2 separate regions of the Mus musculus genome follow, and region 1 is linked to region 2. The links are chromatin contacts, called in public promoter capture Hi-C maps. All regions are on one chromosome and are shown on one strand. Each heading gives the region's core, a stretch centred on a gene start, on an enhancer-like site or on the middle of the called end of the contact. The rest is flanking DNA. Distances are from core to core; before and after follow the strand shown.

Evidence for each region. Promoter capture Hi-C pulls out the DNA fragments that hold promoters and counts their contacts.
Region 1: a contact with region 2 is called in a promoter capture Hi-C map of pre-B cells, with 4 times the contacts expected there. The contact joins the promoter of Sfr1 here to the promoter of Sfxn3 in region 2. A contact is called at or near these places in 2 of 39 promoter capture datasets (erythroid cells and pre-B cells) and 1 of 115 datasets of contacts at active chromatin or transcription factors (thymic regulatory T cells).

Annotation. Positions count from the first base shown.
Region 1 is chr19:47,727,892-47,734,889 of GRCm38.p6, forward strand. Sfr1 (SWI5 dependent recombination repair 1) reads left to right here and starts at 3,865. Exons shown (of 4, transcript NM_026377.2): 1 at 3,865-3,930; 2 at 4,739-5,097; 3 at 5,628-6,020; 4 at 6,933-6,998. The coding sequence starts at 3,918.
Region 2 is chr19:45,042,718-45,049,798 of GRCm38.p6, forward strand. Sfxn3 (sideroflexin 3) reads left to right here and starts at 4,859. Exons shown (of 11, transcript NM_053197.4): 1 at 4,859-5,173; 2 at 6,387-6,550; 3 at 7,027-7,081. The coding sequence starts at 6,390. It overlaps Pdzd7 (PDZ domain containing 7), which reads right to left and starts at 3,055. Exons shown (of 16, transcript NM_001195265.1): 1 at 2,701-3,055. The coding sequence starts at 2,926.

The sequences.
Region 1 (6,998 bases), core at 2,615-5,114, 2.7 Mb after region 2:
CACTGATGGTTTCGGCCCTCATCATGGTATCTCCTCACTCTAGGTACCCATCCTATTTAGTGAGGCAAACATCTTATGGATACCTAAAATAACGCAGGGTCTTTCGTCTTGTGGTTTAAAATACAATTCTTTTATGGTTGATATAGCTGAATATATATACATACACACACACACACACACACATATATATATATTTATGGAGAGAGCACAGAGGTCACCTGTGGTATTTGATAATCTCTAAAAGTAGATTAATCATGGGCCTGGAGAGATGGCTCAGCGGTTAAAAGCACTGGCTGCTCTTCCGAAGGTTCTGAGTTCAATTCCCAGCAGCCCCATGGTGGCTCACAACCATCTGTAATGGGATCTGATGCCCTCTTCTGGTGTGTCTGAAGACAGCTACAGTCTACTCATACACATAAAATAAATAAATCTTTTTGAAGAAGTAAGTTAATCACACATTCTTGAATTCCCCATGAGAATTCATTAGGCAACAGAGAGAGAACAAGAAACACAGAGTCAATTATTCTCGAAAGGAAACTAGGAACTGACCAAGCAATAGAACACCTTTGTACCATGCAGAGGTCTGTAAGATGCCACTGGCAAGAGAAACCTAGACAAGAGCTTTTGAAGGTGTTTTTCCATTTGCATACAGTAAGAAAATGTCCGGGTAAATAGTTAGGAACACCTACTGAATTCTTTTTGTGCTGTAAATCAACTTTATCATGTGGGTTTTATTTAATTCTTCACCTAAATGGTTTATACTCATAAGTTTACAATCTTAAGGGGAAAAAAAATCCTTTGGATACTAGCTATGTCTTCATGAGACAAAGTTTCTGTCAATATAGAAAAGTCTATGAAATAAATTATCCTAAGTTCATGCTAGGATATAAAAACTGCGAAAGCTGCAAGGTTAGAAGAAAAAGAAATCGACTGAACATTTCAACTGTGCTTAAAATACCTTTATGGTTGCACAGGGAAAAAGAGAGAGGCAGGGAGCGTGGGGGAGGGAGAGGGAGAAAGACTATATAATATTGTTTTCTTACACTTAAAAGTGAATAATAAACCAAACCTTCATAAAGATTCCTAGGTCCGTGTCATCACCCATCAACAGTTTGAATGGAAGACACATTTTACCACTCCCTGGTGAATAATAATGGAGTCAACGGTAGCCTTGGGAATCGAAGAAACTGAAAAACACAGAGAAAGTCTGACTTCGGATGAAATTAATTACTATTATCCCTGAATCCTAGGACAAGTCTCCCATTGTTCTCTGTGGTAGGGTAAGGAGTCTTTGTTCCCTGGCTCACAAGGAAGCACTTTTAACTACTTGAAAATTTCATACGAAAATAAAAATGTCCTCTGTGACAAATACCAAACTCTTTGTAGGCAAATAGATTTCAGGTCACTAAAGACATGAAAATATTTCTCTAAAGACACATGGAAACTATAATGGTTACTTTTAGTCCCCGTCGCCCACCCTAAAGCTAACGGTCGAACCCAGGGCCTCATGAATGGCAGGTAAGCATCCTATCACAGAGCTGTGTCTCCATTTGTGTAGGGGCAATTTATACATATTCCAGATCTTTTGCATTAAATTGAGTATGGGAAGTAAAATACAAACATATGGGAAGACCATTGACACAGCACACAGAAGAGAGAATGGCCAACAGACACACATTTCCGAGCTAACAGGTTTTCCTGAGAGCTAGTTCAGAGGTCCTTGGAAAGCTTGGCCAGTCTTATTTTAATACATCAGTTTCATATAAAAACAAGTCAGAACATTTGCAAGGCAAGATGTTGTTTTCCTTTATGTAGTCAGTAAAAGCATAGCTCTAAGATTAGGCTGTAATAACAAAAGAATTTGGGAGCAGCTGATTTTAGACTTATAAAAACAACTCACCCTTACGCCTCAAGGCATCCTGAATATGAAGTGTGCTTTGTGCTTCAAGTGTCAGGGCAGGTAAGTCTGCCCTTTTTTGTAATGAGAGAACTCATAGGAAGGAAAAAATGAGAAGAAATGATTTCACAGACTGATCTGTGAGTTGGTGAGTAACACTTGTACCATAAAAATCATGCATTCTACTGCCTTCCCCTTAATCTCAGCACTCGGGAGACAGAGGCAGGAGGATTTCTGTGAATTCCAGACCAGTCTGGGCTACAAAGCAAGGTCCAGAACAACCAGGGGAGTTACAGAGGAACCCTGTCTTAAAAAACCATCAAACAAAACAACCTCCTGTCCCCAAGTAATGAATTCTGTTCTTGCTGTTTCTTAAACATTTAGGAGTGGAACATTAATTTATTAATGGTCACATGTGAAGGCTTGACGTTTTCTGGTATTTATGGCTTAAGTTGTGTGGACTTTTAGCTATCATAGCACTCTTTTAAAAATCCGTGCTTTTGGGAAAGGTAAGGGATAAAAGCTTGTGAGACATTGCTTTAAGTCAATTAGGGAATGACGAATATGCTTGACTAAATGTTCCTTTGGTGTTTTGCATGATTCTAGCTGCCTCTCATACATTATCATTGAATTTCCCTGTCTCTAGGAGGTGAATATTGTTCTCATTTACCAAGCCATCGAACTGAGGTCCACGGCCACACTACACTCCATTGCACAAAACAAAAACAAACCAAAGAAGAAACCGTGGTGCCAGGACTCTAATCTAGGCAATTGCAACATCTGCAGATCTAATCACCTCATTAAGTTCCTTTAGGTTCTGTATTTATTAACTGACCGCCTAGGAGTCTAATCAGTTCTTTCGGGTTACTTTAAAGCCACTATTAGCAGATATTCGGAAAGAGAGCTGTCCCTTATTACAAACTTCCCAGTGACTCACAAGTTAGCTCAACTTCTCTACACCCACGGCTCCACCCAAGCTAGTTCATTTTGCTGTTGCATAGCAACAGAACATCCTGAACACTAGAAGGCCGTGCAGCCTCCCAGAGTCTAGCAAGGGGCCTCCTGGGGGCCCCCAGAGCCTAGCAAGGGGGCATCCCGGGAGTCGAGCCAGGGTCTAGCAAGGGGCCTCCCGGGGGCCCCCCAGAGTCTAGCAAGGGGCACCCCCAGGAGTCGAGCCAGGGTCTAGCAAGGGGCCTCGGGGGGGGGGGGGCAGGATCAAGCAAGGGGTTTAGTTCTCAAATATCTGAATTCTAGTCCGAACCTGTCGGATCGACCGCGCCCCGCTTCCTGTTCTGCGCCATAATACACTTCCTTAGGTTATTTTTTTCTCAGATTTGACCAAAACATGTGAAGCCAAGCAGAGGTGGGCACAGACCAAAATAAGGGGGCGAGTCCGCAAGGCAGGCTGGGGATGCCCTCTACTGTTTATGCAGAGACACCCACATAGACTCCGAGCCAGCAGGGAGCCGAGCGGGCCCCGCGGTTTCCGGCCCTGCCACGTCTGAGGAAAAGCCTTTGCGGTGGGGAAAGCCGAGCCTGCCAGGGGGCGAGCGCTGCCAGAGGGCGGTGCTCTCGGGCGCGCCACCCTGACGATACCCACCCCGCCCCCAACCCCACCAGGGAAGCTGCTCGGGAAGGCAGCTGGCACCGCAACTCCCAAAGGCAGTGGCGAGCGGAAGCGCGCCCCCCTCAGGCCCCTCCAAGGGCCTAACATCGTTTTTTCCATGGACGCCACCCCACGGCTGGCGGCCGCGCGCGCGTAGCCGAGCCCTGGAGCGCGCCGGCCAGCCCTGCCAATCACGAGCCGCGCCCGCCTCCCGCCAGGCCCCGCTCCGCCCCGTGGCCCAGGCCCGCGGCCCGCCGCGCACGCGCAGTCGGAGCTGTACGGAGCACATCCGCCTGCTCCGGCCAAGCTAGCCAATCGTACGTCTCTTCTCCGGTGAGGCTCCGCCCCCGGGGCGAGGTCAGTGGGCTGCGGGCGCTCCGCTGGCTGTGTGTACGGTGTGTCGCCGCTGTGAGCATGGCTGAGGAAGGTACTGAGCTTTCTCCCTGGGGTTGGCCTGAGCGGCAGGCCTGCGGGTGTCTGGGTATCTGACGGAGAAGCTCTCTCCGGCGTCGCGGGAGCTCGGCCTCCTGCTCTGTGGGATAGAGGGCTTTCTGTGGCGAGGGAGGCGGAGGAGTGGAGGAGGAGGGCTACGGGGTTGCTGAAGAGAAGGGAGCTGGGGGGAGCGCGCTTTCTGTGGTGGGGGGACGGGGTGGGGAAAGGGGGAGCTGAGTGGGGTGCGGGGACGGGGGGAGGGCTTTCTGTGGTGAGGAGGGAGGGGAAAGGGGGAGGGAGAGTGGGCGGGGCTTTGTGGAGAAGATGGACGGGGCTGGGGAGGAGGGCGGAGTCTTTGACCATAGTAAACCCAAAGGGGCAGATGCTGCTTTCTGACACCTCGGGACTCGTTCTTGGTTCTAGGCGCAAAGCTTTTAAGAGTCAAGATTCAGGCTGTATTGCTTTTATTTACGAAATTATAACAAAAATTAAAGTTCTTGACTAGTTATAGTTCCCCTTCCTGAAACGCAAATTTTTGGGGGTGTTTTGAAGGGAAAAAAAGAAAGACAGTGAGATACTAGCTGGTTTATTTGTCGTGAAAGAAACAGGACTTGGTTACTTCCCCATGTGGAGAGGTAAATGGAAAATATGAGAAGAATTAGAATAAATTATAGCTACATGTAATTGGAAGAAATGGCTGACTATTTTTGGTGTTTAGTTCACTGAAGAAAATTTTGTTCAGAAAAATTGAGGTCTGTTTTGAGATAATTTGATTATCATTCGCGTCTTTTCTTTTTGATAAGGAAATCAGGAGTTCACTTCCAAGATGGAAAACTCATCAGATTCAGCATCGACTTCACCTGATGCTCCTCAGCCCAGTGAGAATCCACCATCACCACCGACTTCACCTGCCGCTCCTCAGACCAGTGAGAATCCACCATCACCACCGACTTCACCTGCCGTTCCTCAGACCAGGGAGAATCCACCATCACCACCGACTTCACCTGCCGCTCCTCAGCCCAGGGAGAATCCACCATCACCACCGACTTCACCTGCCGCTCCTCAGCCCAGGGAGAATCCACCATCACCCCCGACTTCACCTGCCGCTCCTCAGCCCAGGGAGAATCCACCATCACCCCATTCGAATAGTTCAGGAAAACAAGTATGGATATCTGTGTTGTCCTCTATCCCCCACCCCCATCTGTTCTGTTCCAGAGTATTCTGATAGTGCCAGTTTTAAGGCTACTGGAGTGTGAATTAATATGTAGCTCATACCTTTCTAACTGCCAAGATTTTCTTCTTGAATCGGTTCATTTTGTTTAATTTCTTATGAGGTTACTGCGATGCTCCAAACCAAGGAAACTTGAATCTGTACAGTATTTCTTAGGGGGAAGTCTTTGGTAGCAGGTCTTCTCCTTAGTTTATAGTTCTGAAGCATTTCTAGTATTATCAGGCAAATACTAGCTGCCAGTGGCAGGCGAAGTGTCTCAGTCCTATTTTAGTTAACCTTGCTAAAGTAAGACTATAGGTAGCCTCTGGATATTAGAGACATTGGTGATGCTCGCATGAGATTTGTGGAAACAGAAAGCCATCCATTGTACCTATCGTAGAAGCATATAGCCTTTATTTTTAATAGATTGACTTACTACAAGAATGTATCCTTAACATTTTTGATGTTTGTGTCTTTTTCAGCCTCTGAGTGGAACACCTAAAGAAAGGTTAAAGAAAGCAAGATCTTCATCTCATTCATTTTGTAGTGTGGTGAAGCGTATGAAGGTAGAGAATGACGAAAATAATGAGACCCTTTCAGAACCAGGAGAATCTTCAAAGGAAGAAAATTGTTCAAAGGCCCAAGAAAGCTTGAAAAACAAAGACAGTGAGCCTGGAGAAAAGAGCTCAGAGGAGAAAAACACGTGTGAATCTAAGTCGTCGGATACTGGGTCATCTAATGCCCTCCCAAAGGAGTCTGAGAATGCGATCATTAGAGAAAAATTAAAACAAGAAAAAATAAGATTGATTAGGCAGGTTGAAGAGAAGGAAGACCTTCTTCGGAGGTTAAAGTTAGTCAAGATGTATAGAATAAAGGTGAGAAGAATCTTAGAACCGTTACATCATTTTTACATAAACTGCGGTAGTTTCTAAATTGGAGATACATTTTAGTTTGATAAACAATCAGCCAGATAACCAGAAACCCGGGTTACAAGAGCTTTGACTGAAATAGAAGTAGTTGGTTCAGAGTGAGGCTGAGGAACCCCTTCAACACGAGGTAAAACTTAAAAGCTTAGGGTTTTGTTTAATGCACAGGTGGAGCGTTTTGGCCTTAATTTCTAGCCAGTAGCAAGATGAGAAGTGAGAGGTGTTCCATGAAGATGCAGGGGGACAGAGCACGATGGTGTTAGAACTAAAAGTGGACCACAGAATGCAAGGTGCTGTACTTTCAGTAACGATCCTGCATAAATGTCAGGCATTTTATTTGGGAAAACAGATTTTAGGTTTCAGCTTACACACGTTGAGTAAAATAGAACATGGATGTCTAGAAGGAGACATTTATTATCTTTGTAGTTCTTACCCAGGTAACACCTCATTTTATCCCAAAACTGGAGTAAGTGACAGAATAGCATGTCTTATATGTGATTTTGAATTTTTAGGACTTTTCTAAATGTAACTGAATAAAATGTTGAAAATACTTTAAACTTGAATATTTTTACCTTTAAGAAGTTTGCGGTACATGGAGACATTAGAAAGGCACAACACAACGTCGTATCTTAAAAAGTATAGTTATATAAAAGGTGTACTGAGAGCCTCAGCTTGTTCTTACATCTAACATGTGAATTTAATAACACTTTTCTAAGGTTAAGGTTTGTCCAGAGCTTGTACTGCCCTTTATACCTGTTACTGGCCTTTAAAGTTAGACAGGAACTAGTTAATTAATTTAGCTACCTTGATGATGTGAGTTGAGCCCCACATCTGATGACTGACTGACTTTTTCTGTTTCAGAACGACGTGACTGAGTTAGAGAATCTAATAAAGAAGTGGAGGAAGTGTGGTCAGCGGCTGCTGTGT
Region 2 (7,081 bases), core at 3,609-6,108:
AGCAGAGTTATTGTGAGACAGTATTAGGGCGTAGGCCATGTAGACTTTGAAGAGATCATTGTGAGTGGCACCACCTTGTCTGGCTATAATTTTTATTGTTTTTGGTTTTTTGTTTTAAGTGTAAGAGCTAAGTACAGTAGCTCAGACATAAAATCTTATCACTTCGAAGACTGAAACCTGTGGGTGGAGAAGTCAAGGTCAGCTGTAGTGAAACTTTGTCTCAAAGCAAACAAGTCAGGTGTAGTGCCTTGGCGATTAGTCTCAACACTCTGGAGCTGAGGCAGGGTTGCCACAGGCTTGAGACTGGTTTGGCCTACATAGCAGGTTCTGGACCAGCCAATACTCTTATCTCAAGAGTTTATCTTTGAAAGAAGCAACAACAAATCGATAAAAGTTAAAGAAAAAAAAAAGCAAGCTAAAATAGCCAAACCACACACACTACAGCTTAAATCCTGGATGCCCATAAAATAAGAAAATCCAGATATGATGGTGCACACTTTTGGCCCCAGCATTCCAGAGGCAGAGGCAGGAGGATCGCTGAGCTCAAGGCCAGCCTGGTCCGTATTGTGTGTGCCAGGACAGCCAGGGATAGACAGAGAAACATCTCAAAAAAAAAAAAAAGTATGTCATTTATGTATATGAATGCTCTGTCTGCATGCACACAGAGAGGGGAACTGATTCTATATGGATGGTAGGAAACACCATGAGTGTCCTGGGAATTGAACTCAGGACCTCTGGAAGAGCAAGCAGTACTTTTTCACTGCTGAGCCATCTCTCCAGCTCCCTCCCAATCAATTTTCTAAAAAATTCCATGTGCTTACTTATTTATTTAAGGTGTGTATATATCTGCACATGTGTATGTCATGGGACATGTACAGAGGACAGAGGACAGCTTTTGAGAGTCACTTCTTTCCTACAGTGTGGGGTCTGGGGTCTCAGGTCATCAGGTTTGGCCACAGATGTCCTTACACACTGAACTGTCTCACCAGACCCCCTGTCTGCCTTCTAGTTGTCTTCTTGGGCAATTCTGGCATGAGTCTAGCTTGAAAGTGTTAGGAATACTCTCCTGTCTACTAGTCACCATGAGTTTTCCTGCAGAATTGTTCTATCTTGTGTCTTATTGTTTATTTGTGTATTGTTTACTGTTGCTTGGAAGTCTGCAAGTTTCATCATGGGACTTTTCAGTTCTTTCCCACCAACACATCTTTAGTCCTTGCACAGTGCATAGTATCTGACAGGTAATTTTTGATAAATGAGCAGATGAGTGAATGAGTGAAAAAATGAATGAACAAACTAGGAGAGGAGAAAGAGGTGGCTAGAAAGGGTCACATCAGCCAGGTATTGGTGTCACATGCCTTTAAACCCCAGCTCTTGAAGCAGAAGCGGGAGACTCTCTGAGCTCAAAGCCAGCCTGGTCTACAGATCAAGGTCCAGGACAGCCTACACAGATAAAGCCTGTCTTGAAAAAAACAAAACCAAATTAAAAAAAAAAAGAAGAAGAAGGAAAGGAGGGAGGAAGGAAGAAAGAAGGAAGGGAGGGAGGAAGGAAGGAAGGAATAAAGGAAAGAAGGAAGGAAGGAAGGAAGAAGAAAGAAAGAGAGAAAGGGTTGTCTGTCCTGCTTTCTAGCTCCTCTGGGTGTTTCTGCTTCTTGGTCAATGGCATTGGTGACCTCAACAGTACCTTGATACTTGCCCGAGGGCGGGGCCTATAGTGGTCACTGACAGTGATAGAAGTGAGCAAGCCAACCATATCCCGGGCAGCTGTCTTTGGAGGGGAACAGAGACTTGTAATTGCATTGGAAGAAACACCAGACCTGAAAAGTCCAGTCTTGGATCCAGCCAGGGGAACCGTGCTGGCTCAGAAAGAGGAGAGGGGTTGGAGATACGGATCGGGTCCTGTCCACAGAGAGCCAGTCCCACAGGGCCTCGCTCCTCTCCTGGCATCTGAGGCTCTGTCTTGCTCACAGGCTCTTTGTCGCCTCACATCTGTCACTGTAGTCTAAGCACCTGCCTCACCATGCTTCCCGCTGTTCACTTCTGACTTTTGCGGGGTGGTAGCTGCAACCTCCCCACCAGCTGTTCTTGTTTGTGTCTTGAAGTTTTGACTATGCTTCATATTCCTGTGAGGTGAAAACTGAGCTTCCTCCCTCTAGGTCCCCTGCAAGACCTAACCGGGGTAGAATCAGAATTGGTGGCCATGGTATAGTGCCAGGCAGCTCATTCTCTCTGAACGACCGAGCTATGGGGCTCTCACTCTCTGCCTCTGTCTCTCATTCCTCCTATCCCCACCCCACCCCCACCCCCTCTCTGCCTTTTCATGGACATTTGCTGCGTGTCTTTTGGCCCCTCTCCCACATTCTGAAGCCTGGACACTGACGCTCTACCGTCCCCCCACAGTACTGGTCACACAAAATTGTTTGGTGGGAGATCTCCATTCTGCTTCACTCCCTAAGGTGGGTTAGGAGAAAGACGGAGTTCAAGGAATGGAGGGGGCTGATTCATCACGCTGCCTATGTATCCCAGGGGCTCACGTATAAGGGCTTTCCTTAGACTATGGTTTCACCTCCCACCTCTGATCCTTCTACAGCCCTGCCGCCCTAAAATAGTGGCTACAGGATAGGCAAGGGTAGATGAAAGATGATCCCGTTACCCGTTGTCCTCAGTGCTCCCATCCAAGTCACTCCCGGGCCCCACACCCACCTTCGATGGGGGAGTTGATGAGGATGACCCGGCCCATGGGCGAGGAGGCTCGAATTCCTCGGGAGGGCCCATTCAGCAGGCGCTGCTGCTTCCTCAGCAGGTATCGTGTTGCTGTGGAGCCTGAGTCGCTGCCCAGGTGGCCTCGGGAGGAGACAGAGCTCAGGGAGCCAGAGCTGAGTTCTCCTAGACCCAGTGGGTCAAAGCCTACCGTGAAACCACGTGCCATAGTAGTGAGACTAGGGCAGTGCCCTACAGATCCGGACAGAGTCTGCCTGCCCTCCGAAGGTTGGCTCTTGGTCTTCCAGGCTCCATGAGCTTTCTCAGTAGGGCTGGAGTCTTAGTAAGGCAGATCTCGCTGAGTCGAAAAATAGTGTTTCTTCTGGCCACCCTGTTCTGGAAAGTCCACAAGACAGAGCAGCTGATCCCAGGCCACTTGGAAGAGAGGGATCTTTCTGATGCAATTTCAGTCTGAATGCTTCTTAGGAGTAGGGCTTCCAGATCTGTGTAGGAAGAACAGGGTTTGGGGAGAGGGATGAGTGCTGTCCCATTACCCTGGCTTCTGCACTTCCTCCTGACTTGAACATCCTGTCCCCCTCTCCCATCCTGGGCCCAGAGGAGATCGGCCCAGTTCTGCACCATCTTGGATTTGGGGATTTGTTTCTACAAGGCCATTGGGACACTTTCCTTCCATTCCTCCCTCCATTCCTCCATTGCTATTCTCAATGGAGTCATCCACCCAGTCTCCGGTCCTCATCTGACACTCAGAGAGTAGAGATGGGGGTCACAGCAGGCTCTTGAGTTTTAAAGAGAGAGAGGAGAATGGGTGCCACACAGTTTACTGCAGCATCTTTCCTGTGTGTATATGTATATGGGTAGGGGCTAGCCTCCCGAGCTGGACTTCAGGACCTGGGATAGCTGCGGTCGAGCTTGCCCCCCACCGCCACCCCCAGGTGAATGTCAGGCTCCAGGCTGCAGTTGTGAGTCTAAAGTCGCTGCAAGACTCTATCCCAGGACTGAGTGATCTTCTGGAGAGAGCCCCACAAATCGCTAGTGCAAAACCAGGGGTCACGCCCTCTAGAGCATTTCTGTAAACCAAAAAACAGACTCCCCCATGTAGGACCTCCTGCCTCGCTACCTCTAGGACTTGGCCACCTCACCTGGTCCCGTGTGCCGCCGCTGCCCTTGTCGCCCGCTGGCGGGCGCGATACAGTGAACTAAGGACCCCGCCCACGCTCCGCGCAGCTGCTGGAATAGAGCTACCCTGCGCGGTCCTGGGATCCCATTGGCTGCTGAGACCGCCAGTCATTCTCTTCTAGCACCTTTGGTAGCCTGTCCGGATTGTAGCTTCTCACCTGTCTGATACCTCTGGGCTCTGCCCGCCCCAACTCTGAACCCCAACTGGTCGTTGGAACCCAGGCTCTGGAACTGGCTGGGTTCCACTGGCTACTAGAATCACGTCTTCTCCGGGCCACGCTAGCTTCCTGAAATTGCCATCCCTTCCGTAGTCATCCCTAAGGTCTCTGTGGGAGAATGTCACAAACGAAAGAGCTGAACCTGAGCCTGAGATCAGCAGGAAGGAAAGCTGGAACATGGCTGTGTCGCCGCTGTGCCCTGGGTGCTGATGGATAAGGGATGTGTGTGTGTAATGCCTTCTTCACCTTCGGAGACACCCTGTTCTGGAAAGGCCGCACGATACAGCAGCTGATCCCAGGCCACTAGGAGAAGAATCTTTCTGATGCGCCTGCTTGGATGCAGGCAGAGATCACGGGAAACTTTGGCCGTGCACATCCCTAGGACTGGGGCGTCAGTTTGTGTACGGATAAGTGTTGGGGGTACAAAAAATTGCTGGCACAGTGGAGCTGGGGATTAGGTGGCAAAGGGGACTGGGAACACAAAAGGGGCACAGATACCACAACAATGTGGCTGGAAAGAGATGCGAATGACGAGGATCTGCAAAAGGAGCCTCTAAGACCTGGAGTAGCAGACCAGGGTGCAAGCAAGGAGAGTCCATTGCCAAGGCAGCAATCAAGTAAACAAGCAGTAATCCGAATCCCTCCGGGCGTTGCACCCTCAGAGGCCCGCCCTCCACGCCGCTCACCCGCACCCAGTGCACCTAGACTGGGTGCTGCGGGGGTGGGTGCCTCCAGAGGCAAGCTAAGGGACTGCAAGCGAAGGAGGCAAGTGGGGCGGCTCCTCCCCTTTTCTCCCTGGTTGGGAAGGAGGCCAGAATTGCTTCCCAGGACTGGGTCGGGTTTGGTCTCAACGGCCTGGTCTGGGAGAATCACTCTGGACATCCACTGTCTCGGAACTCTGCCAAGAGGGGGGGTGGGTCAGGCGAACGAGCTCAGGGAGCCCCCGCCCTTCCCTGCTGCTCAGCGTCACGCGTGACGTCTCGGTGATGGCTGGGAGGAAAGCGGAGAGCGGTGAGGAAGGCGGGTCTGAGAGCTTCTAGAGGCTGAAAACCCCGGAAAGCGTGAGTGCCTGCTGCCTTGGGAATCAGCAAAGTGGAGGGGTGAGGGCTTGGGCTCAGAACAGAAGGCTTGCCTTGAGAGAGGTGCTCTCTCTTATGGGAATTCCATATTGCGTGGTCTGTTAGGATCTGTAGGGCACAAGGAGGGGTTGGTTGAGGCTGTGTGTTAGGCATGCTTTCAAATGTCTGCAACTGATAGATATGGCTGAGCGTGTGTGTGTGTGTGTGTGTGTGTGTGTGTGTGTGTGTGTGTAACGGTACTCTGGTTGGTTGACTAGTGTATACAGTGTGACTCTAACCTGTTTGTGTGCTGGGGAGGGCGTGCCTGTCTTTGTGTATAAGTATGTGAAAGTCGGGTGGGGACGGTGTCTACTGTGAGGGAGGAAGTGGGGTTGGAGGGTATTAGTCACTCTGCAGGATTTTTGCCTAACACAGCCAGATGGCTGTTCTTGGCATTCCTTTTTGTGCTGGGCGGAGGGGCATCCATTGAATCTCGCCCTTTCCTGAGGTTTTTCTGAGGCTCAGAGAGAGTTGGGTGGGTGCCTGCGTCAGTTCTATTCAACCCAGGACCAGGGAGAGCCCGGAGTTATTGTGTAGGAGTGGAAGCAAGTGGGTTTGAGGAGGCTATGTGGGTGCTCACATGTTCACAAATGGCTGCCACTCCAGTGCTGTTTGAGATCTGGTACGGATCAGCCCTCAGGTGCCTAATGTCTCCTCCAATCAGGGGCTTGAGTGTGGGCTGCCTTCTGTCATTTTTCCAAACAGCCTTGGAAGTTTTTATCTAAGTCTTGGGGCAGCTGGGGCCTGAAGCTGGAAAGGGCTTGGGTGTGTTATCCATGTTCTGTGCTCCTATAGCAGGAGCTCAAGATAGCTGCCCCAGATTAGCTGCTGCTGGGGAATCACACACACACACACACACACACACACACACACACACACACACACACTCACACACACGTAAATCTGGCATCAGGCCACAGCGTCAGGAAAGCTATATTCTTGGTTCTGGTCTTCCCTCCGGCTCTTAAGTGGCTGTATGTTCCTGGCTAAAACACTACCTAGGGAACAACTCCTCCCCCACCCTTGTTTATGGATCTGGAGTGACCTTGAGCACCTGCAAGCACTGGTCAGTTTCTGGGGCCAAGGCAGAGCCACCAAAGTGTCTCCCAAGTGAAGGAAGTCCTTGGACCTGACCCTTATTCTTGCTACCTTGCAGAAGATGGGTGACCTGCCCTTAAATATCAACATCCAGGAACCTCGGTGGGACCAAAGCACATTTCTAGGCAGAGCCCGGCATTTCTTCACAGTCACTGATCCCCGAAATCTGCTGCTGTCCGGGGAACAGCTGGAAGCTTCCCGGAACATCGTGCAGAATTACAGGTGAACCTGCCTCAAATCACGCCACTGTGACGCAGCACTTTAGCTCAGCGGATCTGAGGACATTTGGGCTGAGGGGACAGCACTGTGTGTTATGGGTAGGTGGCAGCTCTGCAGGTCACAGATCCTTAGTAATGACACTTCCCAGTGCTGTTCACTGTGCAAGGACAAAGAGAGTCCCACGCAGATAGAAAAGGAATCCTCCTTGGGAGGTTTAACTCTTGGAATGTCCTCCAGTCATTCAAACCACCATCACTGTGACCCCGGAGAAAATGTGGGGCCACCAAGGATGTGAAAATAGAGTAGGCACACCTACAAGACGCTCTGACATCCCCAGGGGACAGAGAGGTCCTTTACTCAGAGGTTGGGTGCCAAACTTCCTGATCCTTTGCCCAGAGTTCCCCGAGGCAAGCAGCAGAGACAAGAAGGGCAGGTCTGACCCCTGCCACAGCCTCCTGGTTTCTTGCCAATTTCTACAGGGCTGGTGTGGCAACCCCGGGTCTCACTGAGGACCAGCTATGGCGAGCCAAATAC